2 separate regions of the Macaca mulatta genome follow, and region 1 is linked to region 2. A link is a contact called in public Hi-C data. All regions are on one chromosome and are shown on one strand. The core of a region is the stretch at or near the end of the contact, and the rest is flanking DNA. Distances in the headings are between cores, read along the strand shown. Region 1 holds the start of GGCX (gamma-glutamyl carboxylase). Region 2 holds the start of TMEM150A (transmembrane protein 150A).

Region 1 (7,181 bases), core at 1,338-3,837, 43 kb after region 2:
TCACTTCTGTAAAATTCCTCTGTGCTCCACCTACCATTCCTTCCTCCCCCCAACTCCACCTCCCTGGCAGTCACTGATCTTTTTATTGTCTCCATAGTTTAGCCTTTTCAGAATATCATACAGTTGGGGCCAAACGCAGTGCCTCATGCCTGTAATCCCAGCACTTTGGAAGGCTGAAGCACGAGGATTGCTTGAGACCAGGAGTTTAAGACCATCTTGGGCAACATAGCAAGACCTTGACTCAAAAAAATACATATATATGTTATATATGTATATGACATATACATGTATATATGTATATATACAATACATACATATATACATATACATATACATACATATACATGTATGTCATATACATATGTATGTATGTCATATAGATGGAATCATAGTTTGTAGTCTTTCCACATTGATTTCTTTTTTTTTTTTGAGACGGAGTCTCGCTCTTTTGCCCAGGCCGGACCGTAGTGGCACAATCTCAGCTCACTGCAAGCTCCACCTCCTGGGTTCACGCCATTCTCCTGCCTCAGGCTCCTGAGTAGCTGGGACTACAGGTGCCTGCCACCGCGCCCTGCTAATTTTTTTATATTTTCAGTAGAGACAGGGTTTCACCGTATTAGCCAGGATGGTCTCGATCTCCTGACCTCGTGATCCGTCCGCCTCAGCCCCCCAAAGTGCTGGGATTACAGGCGTGAGCCACCGCGCCCGGCCCCACATTGATTTCTTTCACTTAGCAATATGAATTTAAGGTTCCTCCATGTTTTTTAATGGCTTGATAGCTTTTTTTTTTTTTTTTCCTTGAGATGGATCCCGTTATGTTGCCCCGGCTGGTCTCAAACTCCTGAACTGAGTGGTTGTCTTGCCTCAGCCTCCAGAAAAGCTGGGAATAGCTGAGACTACAGAAACATGGCATTTTTTCCCCTTTGTAGTACAAGCTAGAAAGCTTTTTTTTTTTTTTTTTTTTTTTGAGACAGAGTATTGCCCTTTCACCCTGGCTGGAGTATAGTGGCGCAATCTGGGCTCACTGCAACCTCTGTCTCCCGGGTTCAAGCGATTCTCCTGCCTCAGCCTCCCGAGTAGCTGGGACTACAGGCACCTGCCACCATGCCCGGCTAATTTTTTGTATTTTTAGTAGAGACGGGGTTTCACCGTGTTACCCAGGATGGTCTCAATCTCCCGACCTCGTGATCCACCTGCCTCGTCCTCCCAAAAAATTTCTAATACGGCAAATATTAAAAGATATAATCCACGCAAACAAAGCTTTTAGGATCTTCTATAATTTCTAACACTGTAAATGGTTCCCAAGACCCAACAGTTTGAGAACCACTTCTCTGGGATGTCTTATTCTTTTCCTGATGGCTAATCCCAGTGGAGAGATTTAGGTATTACAATTCTGTTCCAGACTCGCCTGAGAACCTTCTCTGATGGGCCACACTCTACTTACTGCCCTTGCTCTGTATCCCCTCTTCGGTTATGTTGTTCCTGTTTCCCCGGCTGCTTTTTATTTTCCTTCTTTCTTTTCTTCCCGCCTTTTCTTTCCTTTCTCTTTCTTTTTCGCTTTTTGTTTATTTTTTGAGACGGAGTCTCACTCTGTCGCCCAGGCTGGAATGCAGTGGTGCAATCTTGGCTCACTGCAACCTCCGCCTCCTGGGTTCAAGTGATTCTCCTGCTTCAGCCTCCCGAGTAGCTGAGATTACAGGCGCGCGCCACCATGCCCGGATAACTTTCATATTTTTAGTAGAGACGGGGTTTCACCATGTTGGCCAGGCTGGTCTCGAACTCCTGACCTCATGATCTGCCCGCTTCGGCCTCTCAAACTGCTGGGATTACAGGCGTGAGCTGCTGCACCTGTGTGTTTTTTTTTTGTTTGTTTGTTTGTTTTTTGTTTTTTTTTTTTTTTAGACAGGGTCTCACTCTGTCGCCCAGGCTGGAGTGCAGTGGTGCGATCACAGCTCGCTGCAGCTTCGAACTCCTGGGCTCAAGCGAACCTCCCACCTCAGCCTCCCGAGTAGCTGAAACCACAGGAGCGCGCGACACACACAAAGTTTTTTTTTCAGTGGTTTTTCTGTTTATGTTGTTGCCTTTTTGTTGTTGTTGTTGTTCTTTATGGATCCTCCCGCCTTGGCCTTCCAAACTGCTGGGATTACCTACTGCTTTGAAACCTCGGTTCTTTGCAGGTCCTGGAAAACAAAGTGAAGGGGTCTTGCAATAGCTCAAAACCGGGGCAGCCCTTCCAGGTGCATCCTCAATTGGGCGTCAATCTCTGACAAAAAGTTTGCCCTTTGCGCCCGATCCCTCACACCAGAGAGCACTGCACGGACGGAGCGACGGAGAGGACTAATGGTGTCGGGGAGGACCCAAGGAGGTTGGGGAACTCAGACTCTTTTCAGTGTTTAAAAAGAAGACGCCTCTCGGAAGGCATAAGATGCCAGTCTAGCAGTGCGCCTGGAGCCCAACTGCACTAGGGGGTATCTTTGCCCCGCCCCAAGGCTCCTCGTTCCACCCCCTGCCGCCAAGCAAGGAATCCGGCGCCGCCGGTCGGGGGTAGTATTTACGATAGTGCTGGCTCTTTGCGGCCGGCCGCACAGCTGCTGACGCGTCGGGAGGCGGAGCCTAGGGCAGCAAATTTTCCTGGCGGCTTCTGTTCAGAAGCGGCTGCTGTGACCCACCTTCCTCCTCCACGGAGCAATGGCGGTGTCTGTCCGGTCCGCGCGGACTTCGCCCAGCTTAGGTAGGCTTAGGATCCCGGCCTCCGGCGGAGAGTTCCGAGGAGCACTGGTCTCAGAGGGGCGGGGGAGGGAGGACGCCTGGTGAGGGGGGGGGCCTCCGTGGGGAAGGGGGCGTGGCGTGCTGTGAGACATTTGCAGCCTGCGGCTTCTGGACGATGATGATATTCGGGAACACTTTGCTGTTAGGGGGCTGTAGTCTGAGGGGTTTTAGGACACTGGGGTATCTTGGAGAAGGGGCTGCACTGCAGGGATGTTTCCTACAGTCAGATCATTGAGGCAACCTTATTGAGCCAACCCGGGTGGGCGGAAGCTCTGGGCCGTTGGTGCTGTGATTTCTGTGATTTGAGGTGGAGCCCACCCCCGCGCACACATTTTCTCCAATTATTGGTTGCAGATAAAGTACAGAAAGACAAGGCTGAACTGATCTCAGGGCCCAGGCAGGGCAGCCGAATGGGGAAACTCTTGGGTTTTGAGTGGACAGATTTGTCCAGCTGGCGGAGGCTGGTGACCTTGCTGAATCGACCAACGGACCCTGCAAGCCTGGCTGTCTTTCGTTTTCTTTTTGGTGAGTCTAGTTTATGGGTGGGAGCAGTTTGGTTGGGAGTGGGAGAATGACAATCGTCAATTTTTTTGGTTGCAAGTAGACTTAGCTCCCTTTTCCTCAGAGCTGAAGATATTGGTATAAAAGAAGAGGTCTTCTCGAAGTTTAGGATTAAACCTACTTTGCCTCCTCCAGTTAGGATTTACTTGGTGGTCAGAAATGCTTTTTTTCTTATTTCTTTTTCTTAGACGGACTTTCGTTCTTGTTGCCCATTCTGGAGTGCCATGGTGAGATCTTGGCTCACTGTAACCTCCGCCACCCGGGTTCAAGCGATTCTCCTGCCTCAGCCTCCCAAGTAGCTGGGATTACAGGCGCCCACCACACCCGGCTAATTTTTTATTTTATTTTATTTTTGTATTTTTAGTAGAGACAGGGTTTCACCATGTTGGCCAGGCTGGTCTCAAACTCCTGACCTCAGGTGATCCACCCGCATCAGCCTCCCAAAGTGCTGGGATTAAAGGCATGAGCCACCGAGCCCAGCTAGAAATGCTTTGATCTGAGGCTATATGATATTTAGAGGCCAGGCAGCAGTGACCCATTTTGCTTGTGGCATGAGGTTGCCCAGAGGACTCAGAGAAACAGAGCAGGGGGTCACCGGGGCCATACATTTTGGCTGTGACTCTCTAATCGAGAGCTTCTTAACTGAGGCGGCAGCGTGGTGTGCTTGGAATGGTTTACAGATGTGCGGAGATATTAGTCCCCTTAGCCCAGTAGTTCTCAACTGGAGGCAGTTTTGCTCTTTGGGAGACGTTTGGCAATGTTTAGAGACATTTTTAGTTGTCACAACTTGGGGGAGGAAGAATAGGTGACTGCTGGCATCTGTATAGAGGTTAGGGATGCTCCTAAATGTCCTGTAGTGCGTTGGACAATCCCTCTCAATAAATAATTAACCAGCACAAAATGTGACTAGTCCTGAGGTTGAGAAACCCTGCCTTATCTCAAGCTGGCTTCCTGATCTGAGTAGCCCCTTCTGTTTATTCCCAAGGTGTTGACGAAATGCAACAGTTTTCGGGGTGTGCCAGGAAGCAGAAAAGGTCGAGAAGAACTCCCAGAGCTCTTTTCTTTTCTTTTCTTTCTTTTTTTTTGAGATGGAGTTTCGATCTTGTTGCCCAGGCTGGAGTGCAATGGTGTGATCTTGGCTCACTGTAACCTCCGCCACCCAGGTTCAAGTGATTCTCCTGCTTCAGCCTCCTGAGTAGCTGGTATTACAGGCATGTGGCACCACGCCTGGCTGATTTTTTTGTATTTTTAGTAGAGACGGGGTTTCTCCATGTTGGTCAGGCTGGTCTCAAATTCCCAACCTCAAGTGATCTGCCCACCTCGGCCTCCTAAAGTGCTGGGATTACAGGCGTGAGCCACCATGCCCCGCCTCCCAGAGCACTTTCTGAAGCTCAGTAGGTTGGATCTTCATAGCTGTCAAGACCCTAACAGTTTTTATAGCATTTTGTGCATTTCCCTAATTTAATCCTCCCTGTAGTCCTGTGACACATTCCCCTTCTCACAAATGGGGAATTGGTTAACTGAGCTGCAGGGGCTGTTCTAGATGGCACAACTGATACAGTATTGTGCAGAGTAGGCACTCAATAATTAATACTGAATAAATGGCAGAGCCAAGGTTAGAAAAGAAGTCTGACCCTGGAGCTGCACACTCTCAACTGTGTTCCACTGTATTCTACTGCTTCCTTAGCTGAGGCCCAATGACCAACTCTCCTATTGCCTTCTTAGGGTTCTTGATGGTGCTAGACATTCCCCAGGAGCGGGGGCTCAGCTCCCTGGACCGAAAATACCTTGATGGGCTGGATGTCTGCCGCTTCCCCTTGCTGGATGCCCTACGCCCACTCCCACTTGACTGGATGTATCTTGTCTACACCATCATGTTTCTGGGTGAGGGGAACTGTGGGAGAGATGGAAATATTGACTGGCCTGCCAGAAACACAGAAATAGAAGCATGCTGGTGAATGGTCAAAGTCTTTGGCACCTTATTTCACTTCTGCTGTGATCAATTTCATGCTGTTGACCTGTGTGTCACCTGAGCTGTTGTCCCATAATTCTTTTTAAAATATTAAAATAGCATCTAATTTTCATTTAGTTTTACCTGATTATACAATGCTTGATTTTTCTTAATTCCAACCATATCCTGGCCCAGGGAAACTGGGCCTGTGGTGATCTCTTGACCTCTTAATCCTCTCCCTACAAATCCCAGGGGCACTGGGCATGATGCTGGGCCTGTGCTACCGGATAAGCTGTGTGTTATTCCTGCTGCCATACTGGTATGTGTTTCTCCTGGACAAGACATCATGGAACAACCACTCCTATCTGTATGGGTTGTTGGCCTTTCAGCTGACGTTCATGGATGCAAACCACTACTGGTATGAGTCTGGGGGGACAAAGGGGAGGGGTTGGCTGGGTCAGGATGGTTATCAGAGATAGGGGCCCAGTGAGGTTCTAGAATTTGCCCCTGTCAGGATATTTTCAGTCATGCTTTGCAAAATATGGTTCCAAGGTCACTTTGATCTGGGTGGATTTGGGAGGGGAAAGGGCCAACTAGTTGGAGCACTTGGGATGACAAAAAGCAAAATGTCTCCATCCCACCCCTTCATTCTTTCCGTATCTCCCCAGGTGCCTTGATTTATTCACCTCTTGTAACCCTCTTAGAGAGAAAAAGAGAATACTAAAGCCAGACATAGCTGTTTTCAGATACTTTAAGGGTGGTTATGTAGAAGAGGGAGCAGACTTTCTCTGTGTAAGCCCAGAAGGGCAGAGTTAGAGCCAAAAGTAGAAGTTGCTGTGAGGCAGAGTTCACGTCAGGAGAAGAGGGCCCACCAGGGCTGCTCAGCGTTGCTGTTCTGGGAGGAGGTAACCCTTCCCCATTTCTGGCTTAGGTGACTGTCTCCCAGGGGAGTTGGAGAAGGGATTTGGAGATGAGGTGGCAGGGCAGATGACCTTAAGGATTCTTTATATGTTGAGTGAGAAGCAATAAAATAGGTGTCAATAAAATGAGTTTGGGGGAAAAAATCTCAAACATTGAATTCATTAACAGTCATTAAGTTTTATTTATTTTTCTTTTTATTTATTTATTTTTAAATAGAGATGGGGTCTCGCTTTGTTGCCCAGGCTGGTCTTGAACTTCTGGGCTCAAGCAATCCTCCCACCTCGACCTCCCAAAGTGCTGGGATTACAGGCATGAGCCACTGCGCCCGGCCTATTTGTTAATACACACATACAAATACCCCTTTGGTAAAATTTGAAACTCATTCAGAATGGCCAGCTCTGATCTTAGAGAATTGAGGCAGTTTTGATAGAATATCTCTGAAAAGTTCTGTTGTGGGGGTATTTGTTGAAATGGCATCTCACTGTGTCACCCAGGCTAGAGTGCAGTGGCGTGCTCATAGCTCACTGCAGCCTCAACCTTCTTGGGTTCAGGTGATCCTTCCATCTCAGCCTCCAGAGTAGCTGGAACAACAGGTGTGTGCCACCACACTCAGCTAATTTATTTTATTTTATTTTATTTTTTTTGAGACAGAGTCTCACTTTGTCGCCCAGGCTGGAGTGCAGTGGCACCATCTCGGCTCACTGCAAGCTCCGCCTCCTGGGTTCACGCCATTCTCCTGCCTCAGCCTCCGAGTAGCTGGGACTACAGGCACGCACCACCACGCCCGGCTAATTTTTTGTATTTTTAGTGGAGACGGGGTTTCACCGTGTTAGCCAGGATGGTCTTGATCTCCTGACCTCGTGATCCGCCCGCCTCGGCCTCCCAAAGTGCTGGGATTACAGGCATGAGCCACCGCGCCTGGCCACACTCAGCTAATTTTTAAAATTTTTTGTAGAGACAGGATCTCACTGTGTTGCTC
Region 2 (6,768 bases), core at 595-3,094:
CTGTCCATGAGGAATCAGATGGTCATACAGCCCATAGGCACCCACCCGCAATTTCCCTAGGAGTTGGAGTATGCTAGAATTGAAGACCTTCTGAGTAAAGGGCTTGTCTGCCTTCTCAGAGCCAGGAGAATTTGCACTGGTTGTGTTAAATGTATAAAAAGCTATATGTTCACCAGTTTACTCATTTCCAATGTGTAGATGAATAAAATGTAGTGCAAATTATTTGAAAATCCCAGAAGGAAGGTACTTTTCAAATGCAGTATTTTTTTCAACAAATAAACTTACTATTTTTACAGCACTGTTTTTGCCAAGAGTTGTGAAATCACTTGTGTACACAGGGAAGTGGAGGTTAAATACCTGCCCTAAAGTCATTCCACCACCAAGTCAGCACTGGAAATCTCATCTCTTGCTTTGCCACACTATTTTAAGAGCTGTCCCTGTTGGAACATAACAACTAGACAGACTCATGTAGCATTAGAGTTGGAAGGCCTTTTTAAAGACATCTGGTCCTACTTCGTACATGATACACAATTCCCCCTACCAACTACCTATGAAGAGCCCTTCTGTCATACGGAGCTCTATCCTGGGATAATTCTATTTTAGGAACTATTAGATTGTCATATTAAGCCAAAAGCTGCCTCATGTCCCGGATCTGGAGTACTATGCCTTGCCCCCACATCATGTTAGAACTTGAATAGTCCTCTCAGGACTTCATCTTGATTGGATAGGGACTCAAACCCAGCTCAAGAAGATACAGTGTTAAGAATTGCAAAGCTTCCAATTAGGGTTCACAGCCCCATTGGGCAGATAAGGTGCCTAGTCAATGGGAATGCAGTTGGGCAGGAAGATGGTTCCTGTCAATTAGCAAGGAAGCACACCTTGGTCCTGAGGCACAAAGCATAGCCAGCGGCAGGTGGCCTGGATTTTATCCCCCACTGGTTCATTCAGCCAGGTGTGCTTGTACAGTGATCACTACACAGCCATACTTCTTAGCCCTGTTTTAACTACTTGTCCTGATGTGATTAAGGAAAGGGCTCTCCTGCTGGGCACGGTTGTTCACATCTGTAATCCCAGCACTTTGAGAGGCCAAGCGAGCAGATCACCTGAGGTCAGGAGTTCGAGACCAGCCTGGCCAACATGGTGAAACCCCGTCTCTACTAAAAATACAAAACTATTAGCCAGGCGTGGTGGCAGGCACCTGTAATCCCAGCTACTCTGGAGGCTGAGGCACAGGACTCACTTGAACCCAGGAGGCAGAGGTAGCAGTGGGCAGAGGTAGCAATGAGCCGAGATTGCGCCATTGCATTCCAGCCTGGGCAACAAGTGAAACTCCGTCTGAAAAGAAAAAGGGCTCTCCAACAGGTTTTCTGCTTTCATTTCTACTTTCCACTGGGTCCAAGAAGGTTTATCCCTCTTCAAGTCATTGTGCGGTTTATTCTGCTCTACCTTTCTAAAGCACAGGGTCCTGTTGTTGCACATAGCTTTTGCCTCATCAGTGTTGCCAAACTTCAGCTCCCCACACCTGGCAGCCTGAGCCCGTGCACCATTCAGGTGATGATCTGCCCAAGTGTCATCTCACAAGGGCTCCAACAGATGCTGGGACCGCTTTCGAGACAGAATGCCAGGTACAATTCTGATATGTGAAAGTATTTCCACCCTTGCAATAATTTAAGAAACATCCAGGAATGCACTCATAGCCTGTAAGTTTTTGGTGAAGCTGGTCAGTAATTTTTCCCACACTATCCTGTTTCCTTTTCCCAGAATCCTCCGGGTCTCTCACCTTCCCCTCTTTGCTTACCAACACTGGCCATGTTAATCCTTACCTACTCTACACTGACACCTACATGTGTGGATGTCCTCTGGTCTCTGCCGCCTTATTTCAAATACGTGTTGATCAGTCGGGAAACACGTCTTGGGCACTGATTTCTGGCTAGTACGCTGTGTACTTGCACGCAGGAAAGCAAAAAGTATCTAATGAAAGCAGCCCTCCTCCGGAGTTTGCTGAGCCACAGGAACCATAAGCCAAATCCCAGGCGCTTGGATTTCTTTAGAAACAGCCAAGGCTTTGTGTCTGCTTCTCTGGACCCGCCGCAGCCCTGGCTAGAGGCAGGCATGGGGCGCCGAGTTGAGAAAGCTTCCTAGAGGACTCACCGTTGGCCGGTGCAGGCTGCAAACTATGCGCAGCGGCGGAGAGACGCTCCTCCAGCCATGTGCACGGCGACAATCCCAGGTAGAGCTGGAATGCAGGCTGCCCCGAGGTCCCCAATTGCTGGCGCTTCCCCCGCAGGAACCGGTTAAACCAAACCTCTAGGCATCTCGGTTTTAGAGCGGTCTTAACGCCACAGCCCTCCGCGCCCAGATCCTCCGAAGTTGGGACACCGCCCACGTTTCCCCCGTGACATGGGCGCGGGGGCTCGGGAGTTGTAGTCTTGGGCAGGGCGCGGGCGCCGAGGCCGGGGCTGCGCGGACTCCACGTCCCGGCGGGCGGCGCGGCGAGGCCTGGGGCCGCCAGGGGCGGGGCCGCTCGGCCCTTTAAACCTTTCAGGGCTGCTCCGAGGGCCGCAGCTAGAGTCGGCGCCACGAGGGGGCCGAGCAGGGTGCGGCGGCGGCGGGGCGTTCCGGGGAGGTGCGTAGTGGGCTCCTTGCCTTCCTCCGGGCTTCCAGGAATCACCTGGGGAGTCTCGCGTCCCGGGTCTGGGGGAGTAGCTGGCCGCAGGCTCCGGCCCCAGTCGGGGTCCCCGCGCCCAGGCGAGCGGGGGCCGGGCCGGGCTTTCGCGTGAACCTGCCCCTCGCCCAGGGCGCCGATGGTCAGGTGGTTGCCTGCGCGCCGCTGACTCGCCACCGCTCCACTGGGCCAGCACCCAGCCTCTCCTTGGCGTGGCCTCTTCGGTTGTCCAGCCCGTCTCCCAGCCCTGGTCCCTCAGAAGGAGGGTAACTCCCTTCCAGATGTTACGGTCCGCCTGCGTCTCTCAGCACGCCGGTGGCATTTGGGTTGACCGCGGAGGCCCCCAATGCCAGAGGGTGTCCACGTTATGCCTTGGGCTCAGCCCAAACTTTGGACGCTCAGAGACCCAACGGGAGCCCTGGATAAGGTGTTGACCCCTTTCCCCTCCCCCTTCCCGGCCAGTTACCCACTCCTGGACTTTGCTCTCTCTCCACCAGGCCAGGGCAGCTGATGGTTGTGGCAGAAACATCTCAAGGTAGCTGGTCCGCCCCCACTTCCCCATCTACCTCTTGTCCTCCCCCCCACACCACCACCACCCTGGCTCCCCTCCCTCATGACCGCCTGGATCCTCCTGCCTGTCAGCCTGTCAGCGTTCTCCATTACTGGCATATGGACTGTGTGAGTAAAGTGGGGTGCGGGGGCAACAGGAGCTTGATGATGCACACAAAGTCCCTTGTCCTGTTGTAGGCTTCAGGGTGGTACCCAGGGTCACTCTGGCTGTCTCAAAAGCCTGGCCTGGTGCCTGGGCACACAGCCCCTTGGGACAAGCTGGCAAAACTGCTGTCCAGCAGGGTGGCCCTGACAAATATACTTCTAGCCAGGGCAATCTCCAGGGGGCCTCTAGGTGGGGGACATGCTGCAGGTGCTGGTATGGCATCAAGCCTCAGGGACCCCAACTTGAGTCCCCAGGAACAATAATGAGGCTGAATGAGGCCAGAAATCAAGGTTGAAGAGAAGGGTCGTGGGGTGGGTTGATGGGGAGCTCAGGAAGGCTGGCCAGGGTGACAGTTCTGTTCCCACAGGTATGCCATGGCTGTGATGAACCACCATGTATGTCCCGTGGAGAACTGGTATGAAGGACTCTGCAGACAGCCTCGCTCTAAAGTTTCCTTCATCTCTGTCCCCTCTTGGGCCCGAGGGTGCCACGAGCCAGACTGCAACCCAGAGCCTCACTGCTCTTCTCTGAAATTGGTCCCCAGGCATGACTTCATGCCTACGCACCTCCCACCATCCCTTTGCCCCTCTGGTTACTGCTTCAGGCCAGCACTGGGGAGTGTGATCTTCTGTCCCTGTGGGGGAGGTCTGGGAGAGAGTCCTCTTTGAGGCCTGAGGCTATAGGCCAAGGGACTGGGGGCAGTCCCTTCCCCCAGTCTACTCCCTGTCCTGCCTGCCAGGTCCTACAACGAGTCCTGCCCTCCTGACCCTGCTGAGCAAGGGGGCCCCAAGACCTGCTGCACCCTGGACAATGTCCCCCTCATCAGGTAAGGCCTAGATATTGGGCAGGGGGAGATCCGAGGTCCTCCCAGACAGACCCTCAAGCAAAGAGCTGTCCTTGGGTCTCAGGAATAATAAGTATCCTAAGAGCCACTTCATAACAACACTACTTGCCAGTTACTATGGGGCAGGCACACTGCTGAGCGCTTTATATGCATTGTCTCTTTTCATCTTCCCAGGAGTGAGGCAGCTCTGGTTTTCACCATTTTATAGGTGAGAAAACAGGCTCAGTCTTACTCATCCAGGTTACACAGCTAATAAGTGGAGCCACCTGGATTTAAGCTCGAGCCCTCAGATTGCCCAGCCCGTGTTCTGGCTCAAGGATAGCCAAACCAGCTGCAGGGCTCAGCAAAGAGTGTCAGGGTTGCCTGAACACTCCTGGGCACTCCCTTCTCTCTCACACACGAGCTCTGCTTTGGGGGCCCAGCCTGGAACCAGTTGTTCATGAGGGACCCTGGCTTTTCACATAAATCAGTGGCCTGCCTGCTAAGGAGCAGGTGCAGGTAAATGAGGGGAGAGCCAGTGAGCCAGAATGGGGGCCCCCTGGGCCTCCTGCCGCCCTCTTACTTTGTCCTTCCCCCTCCTCGCAGCAAGTGCGGCTCCTATCCCCCAGAAAGCTGCCTCTTCAGCCTCATTGGCAACATGGGTGCTTTCATGGGTGAGTTGTACCCTTAGCCCTGACCCTGCCTGCCCAGCCCAGTGCCCCCAACACAGAAAGGCCCAGGAAGCCCTTCCTCTGTGCAGCCCTCCCCACCAAAGGCTGAGGCAATAGAAGCAACGTCTCTCCCCTTCCTTGAAGGCCAAAAGCTAACTCCCACACAGCCACCCTGCTGGCTGGAGCCTAAGGAAACCTAGTTCACCACCCGCCTGTCCATTCTGAGGGGCAGGAGCACCACAGGGTCTGGAGGAAGCTGACAGGCTCACTGGGCAGGGCCAAGGCTGGAGGAAGGCCTCAACTGTGTCTCCTCCCCCAGTGGCCCTGATCTGCCTCCTGCGCTACGGGCAGCTCCTGGAGCAGAGTAGGCACTCTTGGGTTAACACCACAGCGCTCATCTCAGGCTGCACCAACGCCGCGGGCCTCTTGGTGGTTGGCAACTTTCAGGTGCTTCCCCTTCTCCCCCGCAAACCTTGAACTTTACCTAACAAGACCTGGCTGCCTGTAGGGTGGCACCTCAAGGTTGGGGCTGGAAGGAGGGAATGAGAAAGGAGGGGGAGGAAGGAAGAGGGAGAGAGGAGATTCACTGAAGGAGGGGTGGAGGGGCGGGGCCAATGGCCACATCACCAACTGGCCCTTCTCTGGGCCCAGGTGGATCATGCCAGGTCTCTGCACTACGTTGGAGCTGGTGTGGCCTTCCCTGCGGGGCTGCTCTTTGTCTGCCTGCACTGTGCTCTCTCCTACCAAGGGGCCACCGCCCCACTGGACCTGGCTGTGGCCTATCTGCGAAGTGTGCTGGCTGTCATCGCCTTTATCACCCTGGTCCTCAGTATCCTTTCAGGATGGGGCAGCCGGGAACTCATCCTCTAGCTCAACCTTTCTCCCTCCCAAGAGGATGGGGGATGGCGGCCTAACACTGCCATGTGGGGGAGAGGCCTAACACCTCTCCCTTTGGAGAGGTGAGGCCTGAGACTGCAGAAGGGGTGTTGCCAGGTTTCCATACGTCCTACTGAACATTTCCTTAGCCCCATTTCAGGTGGAGTCTTCTTTGTCCATGAGAGTTCTCAGCTGCAACATGGGGCAGCCCTGTGTGAGTGGGTGTGTGTCATCGATATCCTCATTTTCTATGGCACCTTCAGCTATGAGTTTGGGGCAGTCTCCTCAGACACACTGGTGGCTGCATTGCAGCCTACCCCTGGCCGGGCCTGCAAGTCCTCCGGGAGCAGCAGCACCTCCACCCACCTCAACTGTGCCCCCGAGAGCATCGCTATGATCTAAGGTCTGGGGAGGGTGGCTGGCCCGGCCTCTGCAGCACCCCACCCCATATCTTCTTTGCATTTATTTTGTACCAAAAACAATTTTGAGAAAGTATTCTGTTGGGATACGGGCTTCGTCACTTCTGGAGAAGTGGCCATCCCATGTCCACCTGTGCCATAGAGGAGTGGGCCCTGCCAGCTGCCATAGCTGCATGACCTGCTTCCCCACCCCACAGTGTTGTTTTGTTTTTAAAGGTCACCTGTCCTCACTCACCCAGCCAGCCCTTCAGGTGCCTTCTACTCCCAGTGCCAAAGCCAGACCACTGGGGTTTCCTGCTGCAGGAATTGGGGGCTGGGAACAGCAGAGGGGATAGAAGTCTGGTGGAGGTGGAGTGGGCACGCCTTAGCCTACGGAAAGGCCCATTTCTGGGCCCACTGAGCTGCACTGGGATTCTTCACTCTGCCCCTCACTTCCGTTAGGGCAAATAACACAGCAGAACCACGTGGGTATTTTAGTACTTTTTTTTTTATATTAAAAGGATTCTAATTTGCATCTTTGTAGTCTGTTCTGGAGAGTCGGGGGGCCTGATCTGGTATGGCTTTCCATAAGCCAAGGAGGGCAAGCCCTTGCCCCCAGG

The links. Hi-C and Micro-C count contacts between places; a contact is called where the count stands out from the background.
Region 1: a contact with region 2 is called in a Hi-C map of fetal cortex germinal zone, with 2.3 times the contacts expected there. The contact joins the promoter of GGCX here to the promoter of TMEM150A in region 2. A contact is called at or near these places in 4 of 14 Hi-C or Micro-C datasets (CD4 T cells, cortical neurons, fetal cortex germinal zone and 1 more).

The regions. Positions count from the first base shown.
Region 1 is chr13:38,831,698-38,838,878 of T2T-MMU8v2.0, forward strand. It overlaps GGCX (gamma-glutamyl carboxylase), which reads left to right and starts at 2,588. Exons shown (of 15, transcript NM_001260723.1): 1 at 2,588-2,731; 2 at 3,124-3,294; 3 at 5,056-5,214; 4 at 5,534-5,699. The coding sequence starts at 2,689.
Region 2 is chr13:38,789,880-38,796,647 of T2T-MMU8v2.0, forward strand. It overlaps TMEM150A (transmembrane protein 150A), which reads left to right and starts at 1,845. Exons shown (of 8, transcript XM_015112765.3): 1 at 1,845-2,230; 2 at 3,163-3,343; 3 at 3,748-3,795; 4 at 4,120-4,206; 5 at 4,810-4,877; 6 at 5,194-5,321; 7 at 5,526-5,703; 8 at 5,911-6,683. The coding sequence starts at 3,279. The coding sequence ends at 6,152. It also overlaps a transcript of USP39 not described here.